Linked DNA regions of Sus scrofa: region 2 is linked to region 1. Evidence: chromatin contacts called from public Hi-C data. All regions are on one chromosome and are shown on one strand. The core of a region is the stretch at or near the end of the contact, and the rest is flanking DNA. Distances in the headings are between cores, read along the strand shown.

Region 1 (5,341 bases), core at 478-2,977:
GGTTGGGATGGGAGAGAGGGGCTGCAGAACAAGAAGGAGCAGCAGGCTAGGAGGGGTACAGGGTCTGTTTGAAGTGCCGTGGGGCCCTCCTCCCACGCCCTCTAGGAGCCCATGTTGTACTCATGCCCCGGGGCCCGTGGCCCTGGAGGTCTGGGCTGGGCAAGGCTGGCAGCTGGCAGTGTGGAGGTTTTCAAACCAAACCTAGTAAGAGGGAAGTAAGGATTGCATTTCAGCCCCCAGGATGTCTGGGGCACGAATATTCTAGGCCTTGAGGGGCATTTCTCCCTTGACACCATTGGTGGGTGTGGGCCACTGCCCCTGCCCACTAGTGCCAACCTGACAGTCTCAGTTCTCCCTCTAGGGCTCCAGCTACCTGGGGGGAGGGGGTCACCCCTTATCCCAGCCAAGGCCCTATGGCCAGGACCAGGTCCTACTCACAGTCGGCTTGGGGCATCCTTTTGGGGAGGGGACAGGCAGGTGAGAGGCCAGCCCAGCCTGTGCCTCAGCCTGAAGTATAAATAAGACAGGCTCTGGAAAGGTCGTGACCCAGAGGCCTCCACACCAGATACCTAGCTGTCTGCCTCCCTGCCTGGGACCTCCAAGGGAGGGAGCTGGGAAGCTGACAGAACACAGAGAATGGACAGGAAAGGAACTCCCCGGTGTTCTTTCAGGACAGCACACGTGCTCTCCCCCACCACACGCGTGCATGTCCACACTCCTGCACATGCATACTAATGCAGGAAGGGAGACCTTGGTCGAAATGTAGCCCAACTGTCCATCATAGTGGCTTAAGGGGTGCTGCCTGCAGAAGCAGGGCAGGGACGGGTGGCCTGGAGGGCTCTCTGCGACTGAGACTGTCTGCAAAACTGACCCCACAAGGACCACCTGGACCTGGAAGGGGATCATAGAGATTCTCCCACAAGGCATTCAGGCCAAGCGGGGAAGAAGAAACTGATCCCCCACACACACTTTGCCAACATCCTTGGCAAACCTACTTTCCGTGCCAGGCACCATGCTGGGCCTGGGAGTACAGAATGCACCTGCAAGGCTCGCCTTGCACCAGGCACCCCTGGGCATATGGGAACGAGCATCTTTACCAGCAAGAGATCCCTCCACTTGGGGCTGGCTGAGCGGTCACTGGGGGGCTGCTGAGTGGTCTTTGGCTAAGCTGAGGCCATACCTCAGAGGAAGACTCTCACCCTGGACCCTGCCCCCAATGAAGGCCCAGGTAAAAAGAGCCCCAAAAGATCCATGTCTACTTCCCTCCCTGCCCACAACCCACCCATGCCCACAGTTCTGGTCTTGGCAGGGGGCCCTGGAAGGAAAATCACTGAGGAGGATTGAGTGTCAATTCACAAACTAATCTGATCAGCGCAAACAGCTATAGCACATGCTGTTCCCTGCTCCGCGGCGCTCTCCCCTGCCCCACAGACCCTGGCTGGCAGGCCCGGCCCCTGCCTGGCTGCGAGGCCAATTACAGCGGCCCTTAATCACCACGGTGGCGGCGGCAGCGTTAACAACTGTCTGCCCATCAGTCTCCTTCCCCGGGCGTCGCAGAGGGGATGACCCCTCGCAGCTCTCCTCCAAGGAGCAGCAGCGTGAAACTAGATCCCAACAACAAGCCAGTGGCAGCCGGCCAGGGTAACGCCTGGCTCCTCCCGCTGCCTGCTGGTCTCCTGCGTGTTTGCCTGGCTGCTCCTGGCCCTGGGGTGGAGGGCCCACGCGACAGGCCCGGGGACTGCGCATCTCCCGAGCACTAACGCCATTGCTCCCTCCCAGCCCCAGTGCTGCTGGGGAGGCGGGAGCTCTCTGCCAGCCAGTGGAAATTAGGTGCCCGGACATTGAGGTCTGCTTGGCATTTCCTGTGTTGGCTTTGGCTGGTGAGGCCAGGCCAGTGGGCCGCCCTCTTGACCCGAGCCGAGTCAAACCAGAACGTCCGGGACTCTAGAGCCCACTGACTTCTGCTCTGCGCCCCACAGGGAGTCCTGTTCCGGAAAAAAAGCTCACCCCTCCCAGCCCGGGTTCCCACTAAACTGCCTTCCCTTGCCTTGTAGGGTGCTGTGAGTGCCAGAGGCCTGGCCAGCCCCCAGCCCGGCTCATCTCGATGCATGTTCCTCAGGCTCAGGAATGGAGCCCATGGAATTTGCGGATCTCTGAGCCTCCCGGTGTCTTCAGGATGTGGCAAGGTCTCTCCGCTTGCAGGCCCCCAAGGCCGGGGTTCAGTGAAGGGGTGGCTCTGAGCTCCTCTGATCTCCTGCTCCTATCCGTCTGTGGAATAGTTTCCTTAGTGCAAGGCTCGTCCTTTGGACCCCAAGGAGCCACAGGCAGGGAGGATCCTCCGTGTGTCAGCAGCCGGGTTCAGCTTGGGAACCTGCAGGAGCTCCCATGCCCAGCCCTGGAAGAGCCAGCCTCACCTGTGGCCTTCAGCACTGCTGGCTCCGGTTACTCAGCCCGTGTTTTCTTTGGCTCTGGATCTCTGGGACACCAGATTGGCCAGAACAAGACAACTTTGTGATACTTAATTTCCCAAAGAGCAGAGTCTGCAACACAATCAGGCTGTTTGTGTGCTGTGCGGTCCCCAGCCACTCCCTCCCCAGTTGCCCCCATCTCTGCCCCACCTGGGGCCCCTGGGGGCGCAGAGCACTCTTCATTCCCAGTGGCCAGTGGTCTAGGATTTGACCAGGCTGGGCAGAGAGGGCAGAGCCAAATCCCACCGCATAGATGATCACTGATAGATAGCCCTTCCTCCTCTCCTCCTTGGGGTGCTAGAGGAGCCCCTGTGAGAAGAAGCCGGAATAGTCTAGAGCACAGGCTGTAGAGCTAGAGACACCTGAGTAGAAATCTCCGCTCTACTACACACCGGCTGTGTGCTTTGAACAAGGTACCAAAGGGCTGTGGAACTCAGATGCCTTGTCAGGAAAATGAAGACAACAGAGGTAGCTATGTTGCCTAGGGTCTGTGCGGGGAGTCAATGGGCCTTGCCTACAGCTAATCCCTCAATAAATGGCTATTCTTTTGTGTGTGTGTGTTTGTGTCTTTTTAGGGCCAGGAGTCAAATCAGAGCTGTAGCCCCTGGCCTTCACCACAGCTCACAGCAACACCAGATCCTTAACCCACTGAGCAAAGCCAGGGATTGAACCCGCCTCCTCATGGATACTAGTCGGGATCATTACCACTGAGCCAAACAGGAACTTCCAAGAAGAACATCTTTGCAGAAATTTTTCTGGGCCCTCCTGTCACCCTTGCCTGACCTCTGACATTTCAGATTATTTCCCAAGGGCGAGTACCAGAAGCAGAATTGCTCATGATGGTGATAAACACTCCTTGGTCTTCTTGATAAATATCATCCCAAACTTTCCAGAAAAATCATGTCTGTGGCTCCTCCCAGGAGCAGCATAGGAAATCCAGAGGCTTTTCCTTCCTTCACCACACATTTAGCAAATTGCTGAGCGCTCATGTGCCTGGTCCTGAGGAGCCAAGGACGCCTGTGCTAGCCCTTCTCTTCCCCTGGAGAAAGGTGGAGGCCTCCACTGGCAGGGATTCAACCATTTTTGAGGGTCCTCGAGACCACACTATCCTGGTGGGCTGGTCTCTCCAGTCAGGATGACAAGTCCTTGATGGCCATGGGGCAGAGCAGTTCAAGAGAGTGCCAGCCTGGGCCTGGAGCCGACTCAGGGAGACTGCAGTGCAGTCAGCCTGGAAGCAAAGAAGCAACTATGGGGAAGAGGTGTGGGGTCTCCACCCTAGGTGTGACCTAACCTTGGCCCAGGACCAATGAGCAGACCCCTTGGTGACTCAGCCTTGCAAAAAAAAATAGCCACTTATTGGAGTTCCCGTCATGGCTCAGGGGAAACGAATCTGTCTAGCATCCATGAGGACGCAGGTTCTATCCCTGGCCTTGCTCATTGGGTTATGTTATGCATATTGCACCATAAGTTTTTTTTAAAAAGAGATCATAAGGAAATATATCAAAATGCTCAGGCATTGCCATGAGCTGCAGTGTAAGGTCGCAGCGCGGCTCGGATCCTGCGTTGCTGTGGCTGTGGTGTAGACTGGCAGCTACCGCTCTGATTTGACCCCTACTCTGGGAACTTCCAGTAAAGTACAAACAAACAAAAAACAAAGATGGTCTTCTCAGTGTCACTTATAATAGCAAGCAAACAAAAACACAAACAGAGAAGATCCTTCACGATCCAGTGGCAGGAGACTGGTTAAGCGTATTATGCGACATCATCCACATAAGGAATTAAGGAGTGAGCACTACAAACTATACTAGGAAAATAGCTGATTTTTGAAAATGTTTAATTAAATTTTTCATTAAAGTATAAGTTGCTTTGTTGTGCCAATGTACAATGTTGTGCCAATTTCTTCTGTACAGCAAAATGACTCAGACATACATATATATATACGTTCTTTTTTTTTTTTTATATTATTTTCCATCATGGTCTATCCCAGGAGATTGGATGTAGTTCCCTGTGCTAGACAGGCAGACCTTATTGTTTATCCATTCTAAATGTAATAGTTTGCATCTTTAGGAAAAAATTTTAAGGACATGGCAACATCTGGGTTAAAAAAACAGGATATCTAACTGCTGACAAAGTATTATCTTAACTATGTGAAAAATCGGTGATGAATGGATAAACACAACATAAACTATTTTATTATTATTGCTTTATAAGTAAGTTGTCACTTTCCTTACCTTTTATTTATTTATTTTTTATTTTTGGCCATGCCTGGAAGTTCCTGGGCCAGGGATCAAACCTATGCCACAGCAACAACCTGGGCTGCTGCAGTGATGCCACAGACTTCACTTATTGCACCACAAGGGAACTCCAAATATTTATTATTATTATTATTATTATTATTATTATTCCGCCTTAAAAAGTAATGAATTCTGACATACAATGTGGATGAACCTTGAGGACATTATGCTCACTGAAATGAGCCAGACAGAAAAGGACAATTACTGTGTGATTTATAGGAGGCACCTAGAGTAGTCGAACGCTTAGAGACAGAAAGACTGCGGGGGAGTCGAGAGTTATTGTTTAATGGGTACAGAGTTTCAGTGTAGGAAGATGAAAGATTCTGGAGATGGCGATGGCTGCCTAAAATATGAATAGACATTTAAAAATGGATATACTCTTTAAAATGGTTAAAACGGTAAATTTTATGTTATGCATATTTTACCATAAGTATTTTTAAAAAGGAGATCATAAGGAAATATATCAAAATGTTCTTAATGAATATTTTTGAGTGAGGGGATTAAGGGTGATCTTTTTCGTTTCTGACATTTTGCCCCTAGTAAATGAGATTTTTTTTGTTTGTTGTTTGCTTTAAGGAA
Region 2 (5,650 bases), core at 124-2,623, 280 kb after region 1:
GATGACTGCTGTGCCTTGGGGGATAAGTGACCTTGGGAAGGTCACTTCCAGGTACCTAGCCTGGTAAAATGAACTGTGGGGGTGGGGCCCAGTGTCATCAAGCTTGAAAGGGGAGATCATCCGTCACTTTTTAATTGATGGGGGGCATGACATAGTGAAATATCAGTGAGGTTCTTTGAAGACCCTTACACTTCGGACCCCTCAATTCGGAACCCCATAGTAATTGGATTTATGAGTCTCTCTGTGCCTTGCTCATACTAGGCACTTGATTAACTGTAGTTAGCTGGTAATTGAATGAATCAGGCAAATTACCTTCGGATTTCACCTTCATAAATCCAGACCCCCGCAATTCCTCTTACAGGCGGAAGAAGGAATATTGCCGCGATGATTAATAATCGCGCAGCAGGGTTGCTGATGTATAGCGATTTGCAGATGTAAAGGGCAATAAACATTCCTGGGAGGAATGTAGTGAGATTCCAGAAGTCTCGGAGGGAGCCGTGGGTGTGTGCCGTCTGGCCTTGAGGGCGGGGGTGGGGCGGGCAGTGCCGCAGTGGCCACTGCTGGGGGAGCCGACTGCGGGTGTGGGATTAACTCTTCAAGATGCTTGGTTGCAAATCCCACGCCCCCCCCCCCAGCTCCGCCCCCGCTCTAACCCCTGCCCATTCCTCAGTTCTTCTGGCCCAAGGAGTGTGCGCTTTTCATAATTTCAGAGCTAGAACGCACATCAGATAATATTCCTTTAATTCAGCCTTTGAATTTTACAAATGGGGGAACTGAGACAGAGAAATTGGTTCAGCCCTACAAACTTGCACAGCTAGTTAGAGAGATAAATGTCAAGATTTCGGGCATTTCAAACTAGTGTTTCTTCCACCTCACCTCTAACCCCCTCTGTTCTTGTGGCTTCAGGACCCTGTTGCCTGGCTCAGATAGTGGAATGTACAGTAAGGCTAAATACTGACTTCAGGACTCCTAAAGGGTGCCAGTAGCAGCCTACTGCCCCATATAGCCCTCAGCATAACCCTAGGGCCTGGGGGTGATGGTCAGGAGGTGTGTAGTCCCCCCAAACCACACGCATTCCCCCTCCCAGTGGCTGGAATGGCTCCCCTCGTCCAGAGAACCTGAGTTGGCTGTCCTGCAACCAGTCTTAGACAAGCACTTGGTCATTTTTCAAAGTTACGAAAGCCTCCCATTAAGTTTTTCTCAGTCAAGACGATAGCAGAAGGCATCTGTAGCCTGATGGAAACCCCTTTTCTGCTCCTTGGAAGCTCAGACCGAGAAGACTGATGCCCACGGATCGGCCCGGGCCATCCCAGCCACCCGGTAGATTTGAAGAGTCTGGGACCCTTCGCCTTTCTCGCTTGATTGCACTTGGGGCTCTAGCAGCAGAAGTGGCAGCTCTGCCCCCTGGTGGACATTCTCCAATTCCAGTAACGGCAGCAGGGCTGGGGGAAAAGATTTTCTTTGTTTACCCTGATGGAAATAGCAAAACTTGGCAGAAAAACCTCAGTCCCAGATTTTCCTCTCTTTAGTTTATTTCTGAGCATCTGGTTTATTTGGACAGAGAACACGCTTCTCTTGTTTCTCTTGCCTGGACTGCTTTTTTTCCCTTCCTGCTAGCCAAAGCTTGCCCCTTCTTTCAAACGCTATTTCAAATTCCGCTTCCTTTGTTAACAACTTTTCTGACTCCTCTCCTCTGTATCTTATGAAATACTGCCGTGCACAGACATGCTGTCTTTACTGTTGTTTCCTTGAGAGTGGAGGCCAGGTTCTGGGTGTCATAGACCTCCATCATGCCCACCGTGTGTCTGGGGACAAGACGTGCTCTCAACCCTGTGATGGTGAATGAAGTAATTGATTGATTTCCATAGACGCAACGCCAAGCCTTTGCTTCGATAAACCTTCTTCTCAGTTCTTTGGGGAAATCTAGGTAGTGATCTAGACGGCCTTGCACAAGATGCAGTTTCACAAAGTAATTTCACAAGAGAACCACCCCCAGAGAGGGATGGGGAAGTGTGAAATGGACTGCCAGATGAGGAGGGTGGAGACACAGGAAGGTCAAAGGACAGAGAATTGGGGGGCGCATGGGGGGGGCGGGGGGCCCTGTTCTTGGGATCTGCTTCTGGCAGCAGAGCCTCTAGAGTCAGGTCTAGGCAGATGCATCACTTGCTGTGTGGCCTCAGGCAAGTTTACTCTCTCCTCTGTGCTTCAATTTTCTCCTCTGAAAAAAGAACCACCCATCTCTTAGCGATATGGGGAGGGTAAATGGAGATGATATTTGCAAAGTGCAAAATAGTGCCTGGCACAAAAGGAAGGGCCATCGAACAGTTTATCAATCTATTTTCCATTTTAGCTGTCTTGTAAATGGAATGAGGGAAGATGATATGATCTCTCTCTCTCTCTTTTTTTGGCCTTTTTTAGGGCTGTACTAGTGGCATATGGAGGTTCCCAGGCTAGGGGTCGAATCGGAGCCAGCCTATGCCACAGCCACAGCAAGGTGAGATCCGAGTTGCATCTTTGACCTACACCATAGCTCATGGCAATGGCAGATCCTTTAACCCACTGAGCGAGGCCAGGGATTGAACCTGTGTCCTCATGGATGCTAGTCGGATTCGTTTCCACTGTGTCACCATGGGAACTCTCAGATGTGATCTTTGTTCCCTTGGGCACTGACCTTCCTGAGCAGTGTGTGATCGCTGTGGTCACGCAGGTCTGGGTGGAGTCCTGTCTCTGTTACTAATTGTTTTTTTTTTTTTTTTTTTTTTTCTGTCTTTTTGCCTTTTCTAGGGCTGCTCCTGCAGCATACGGAAGTTCCCAGGCTAGGGGTCTAATCAGAGCTGTAGCCACCAGCCTACGCCACAGCATCGCGGGATCCGAGCTGTGTCTGTGACCTATACCACAGCTCATGGCAACGCCGGATCTTTAACCCACTGAGCAAGGCCAGGGATCGAACCCGCAATCTCATGGTTCCTAGTTGGATTCATTAACCACTGTGCCATGACGGGAACTCCTGTTACTAATCGTTTGACTTTGGGCAGAGCACTCTACTTCTTGGAGCCTCAGTTTTCTCATCTGTGAAGTGGGGACAATTGTGTCTACCCCCAAAACTGTTGTGTGCATTCCATGCTTATAAAATGCTGGGCATATCAGGAGTTTAGTAAACAGAAGCTCTATTCTTGCCTATGAGAGGAGCCAGGTATAAAGGAGAAGAGAGTCTCCAAAATCTTTGAGGTTTCGGAGTTCCCTGGTGGCTCAGTGGGTTAAGGATCCAGCATTGTCACTACTGTGATGTGGGTTGATATGGCGTGGGTTCCATCCCCGGCCCTGGAACTTCCCCACCCTTTGGGCATGGCTAAACAAAACAGAACAATGCCAAAAAAGCCCCCAAACAAAATCTTTGGGGTTTCAAGAATGAGTGAACCTGTTGACGAGCATTGAGACTGGCTCGATTCCTGGAGCTCGGGTGGGGCAGGGTAGGCCCTGGGTCTGGGCCCTGACTCGATAGCGTGACGTTGGAAGAAAGCAGGAATGGTGTGGCCTGCACAGCAGCTCTAGGAACATTTTCGGCCTGAGGGCTGCGCGGAGGGTGTGGTCCCAGCAGGGCCAGGTGCTGGCAGCCCGAGGCCCCTCCTCCTGGGGTAGGGGTGGGAGGGGGGGAGACTTTCGTGAAAGAAGACGAGGAGGGCAGGGCAGACCCTGGAAGCCTGCTGTTGTGGAGAGTGTGTGTGGAAAGGCCCAGAGACGTCCTGCCCTGGGGAGCTAGCCTCCCAGGCCTGGTGGGGCCTCCCTCACGGCAGGACCTGCCCACACAGCTCCCCCAAGCTGCCATTCGCAGCCCTGACCCGGGCCACCCCAGAGGGATGGCCAGCAATTATCCCAGGGGTCGGGGGAGGAGGGTTATACTGCTCTTCCAGCCAAGGTGACCTTTGATCCCTTCAGCCGCAGGAAAGGTACTGAAGGGAATGTACAAAAGCTCTTTGGAGTTCTTCGAGCAGGGGGAAGGAGGGTTGCACAATCCAGCAGTGACAGAGTGTTGCAATCCCAAACGTGTGGGGAAGCACGCTTTCGGGGCCCACGCTTGATGGCGCTTGTCCCCATTGACCCCCGAGGGGTTGTGTGCTCCTGGACAGGCCGGGGTCCACGCTCTGTGAGTTGTCATTTCTTACAGTTCTGGGAGTTGTTCGGGCATCACGGAGGAACCTGCGAGCCTCCTGCCCAACTTGTGTTTCCAGTCCTGGCCCAGGGGCCCCCAGGGACCAGCACCTGGAGCAGAACTCAAAGGTAGAAAGAATCTTGAGAAACTCAGCTTGTGGAGAGTCACGAAGGGGCTAACGTGGGTTGTCTCTGGGGAGGAAGGAGTGTGTTTTTCACTTTCTTCTTTTTACTGGTTTGTACTCTCTGATTTTTTGTCTTTGGCGAGCACACATATTGCTTTTGTAATAAAGATGTTTTTGAAATGTTCACAGCAGAACAGTATGCTTGTTTTTTTTTCATAGGTAACAATAATAAATAGAAAGGCACAAAACTTGAATGACTCCTGATTTTTTTTTTTTTTTTTTTGCTTCTCCCTCCCTTTCCAAAAGAGATGCTCATGAAGTTCCCTGGTGGCACAGCAGGTTAAGGATCTGGCGTTGTCACTGTAGTGGCTTGGGTTGCTGCTGTGGCGTGGCTTCGATTCCTGGCCTAGGATCTTCCACATGAAAGAAAGAAAGAAAGAGAGAGAGAAAGAAAGAGATGTTCGTGGTACAACCTTTGACAATTCAGATTATTGAAATAAAGAAAATAAAAATTACCTATAATCCCTTCACAGAGATAACCACTGCCAATAGTTTTGATCTTTTCTACAAGATGGTTTTATTTTACTTTTTTTTTTGGCTTCTGTCTTTTAGGGCCGCACCTGTGGCATATGGAGGTTTCCAGGCCAGGGCTCTAACTGGAGCTACAGTGGCCGGTCTATACCAGGGCCACAGCAACACAGGGATCTGAGCCATGTCTTCGACCTACACCACAGCTCATGGCAACGCCAGATCCCTAACCCACTGAACAAGGCCAGGGACCGAATCCGAAACCTCATGGTCACTAATCGGATTCGTTTCCACTGTGCCACAACAGGAACTCCTCCGAGATCATTTTAATAGCTAGTCACATAGGATTCTAGTTATAAACATCCAACAATTAAACCAATCCTATCTTGTTACACCTTCGGGTTGTTTCTAAGTTTTGTTTGTTTGTTTGTTTTGCTATGATAGGCAAGGCTGCAGATACCTTTGTGGCTAAATTTTGGTACACATCTGAGGTTATTTCATTCGAGGTGGGCCAAGAGTGTTCTCCTTTTTAAGGCTTTTGAGATGTAGCCGTGCCGTCAGTTCCGTGTCATGTAGGACAGTGCACAGCCTCTGTTACGAATGAGAAGGGAGTATTGGCTCAATCAGTTTCTAGCTGTGCAATCTTGAGGAAATGACGTACCCTCTCTGAGCTTTAATTTCCTGAAATGTAAAACTGGAGTGATTAGAACCATGGAATGGGATTGTCATGAGGACTGGATGGAAAAAACATGTGTCAAGGATGAGCCCTCGGTAAATGGTGATTGTTTCTGATTTATGGCTTGTCTTCTCTTCAGGGGAAGAAATTCTCTTGAAATGGAGATCTAGTT

Evidence for each region. A called contact is a pair of places that touch in the nucleus more often than the background predicts.
Region 2: a contact with region 1 is called in a Hi-C map of liver, with 5 times the contacts expected there. The contact joins two enhancer-like sites. A contact is called at or near these places in 1 of 47 Hi-C or Micro-C datasets (liver) and 1 of 2 datasets of contacts at active chromatin or transcription factors (alveolar macrophages).

The regions. Positions count from the first base shown.
Region 1 is chr7:98,184,459-98,189,799 of Sscrofa11.1, forward strand. No RefSeq gene overlaps it. Among named protein-coding and RNA genes, the nearest start is that of EIF2B2, 17 kb to the right of the region's middle. Within about 2 kb of position 1,728, at least 23 of the 83 cell types and tissues checked have an H3K27ac peak or open chromatin away from gene starts, as enhancers often do. A contact at or near this core is called in liver, where this site is marked.
Region 2 is chr7:98,462,843-98,468,492 of Sscrofa11.1, forward strand. No RefSeq gene overlaps it. Among named protein-coding and RNA genes, the nearest start is that of FOS, 16 kb to the left of the region's middle. Within about 2 kb of position 1,374, at least 42 of the 83 cell types and tissues checked have an H3K27ac peak or open chromatin away from gene starts, as enhancers often do. A contact at or near this core is called in liver, where this site is marked.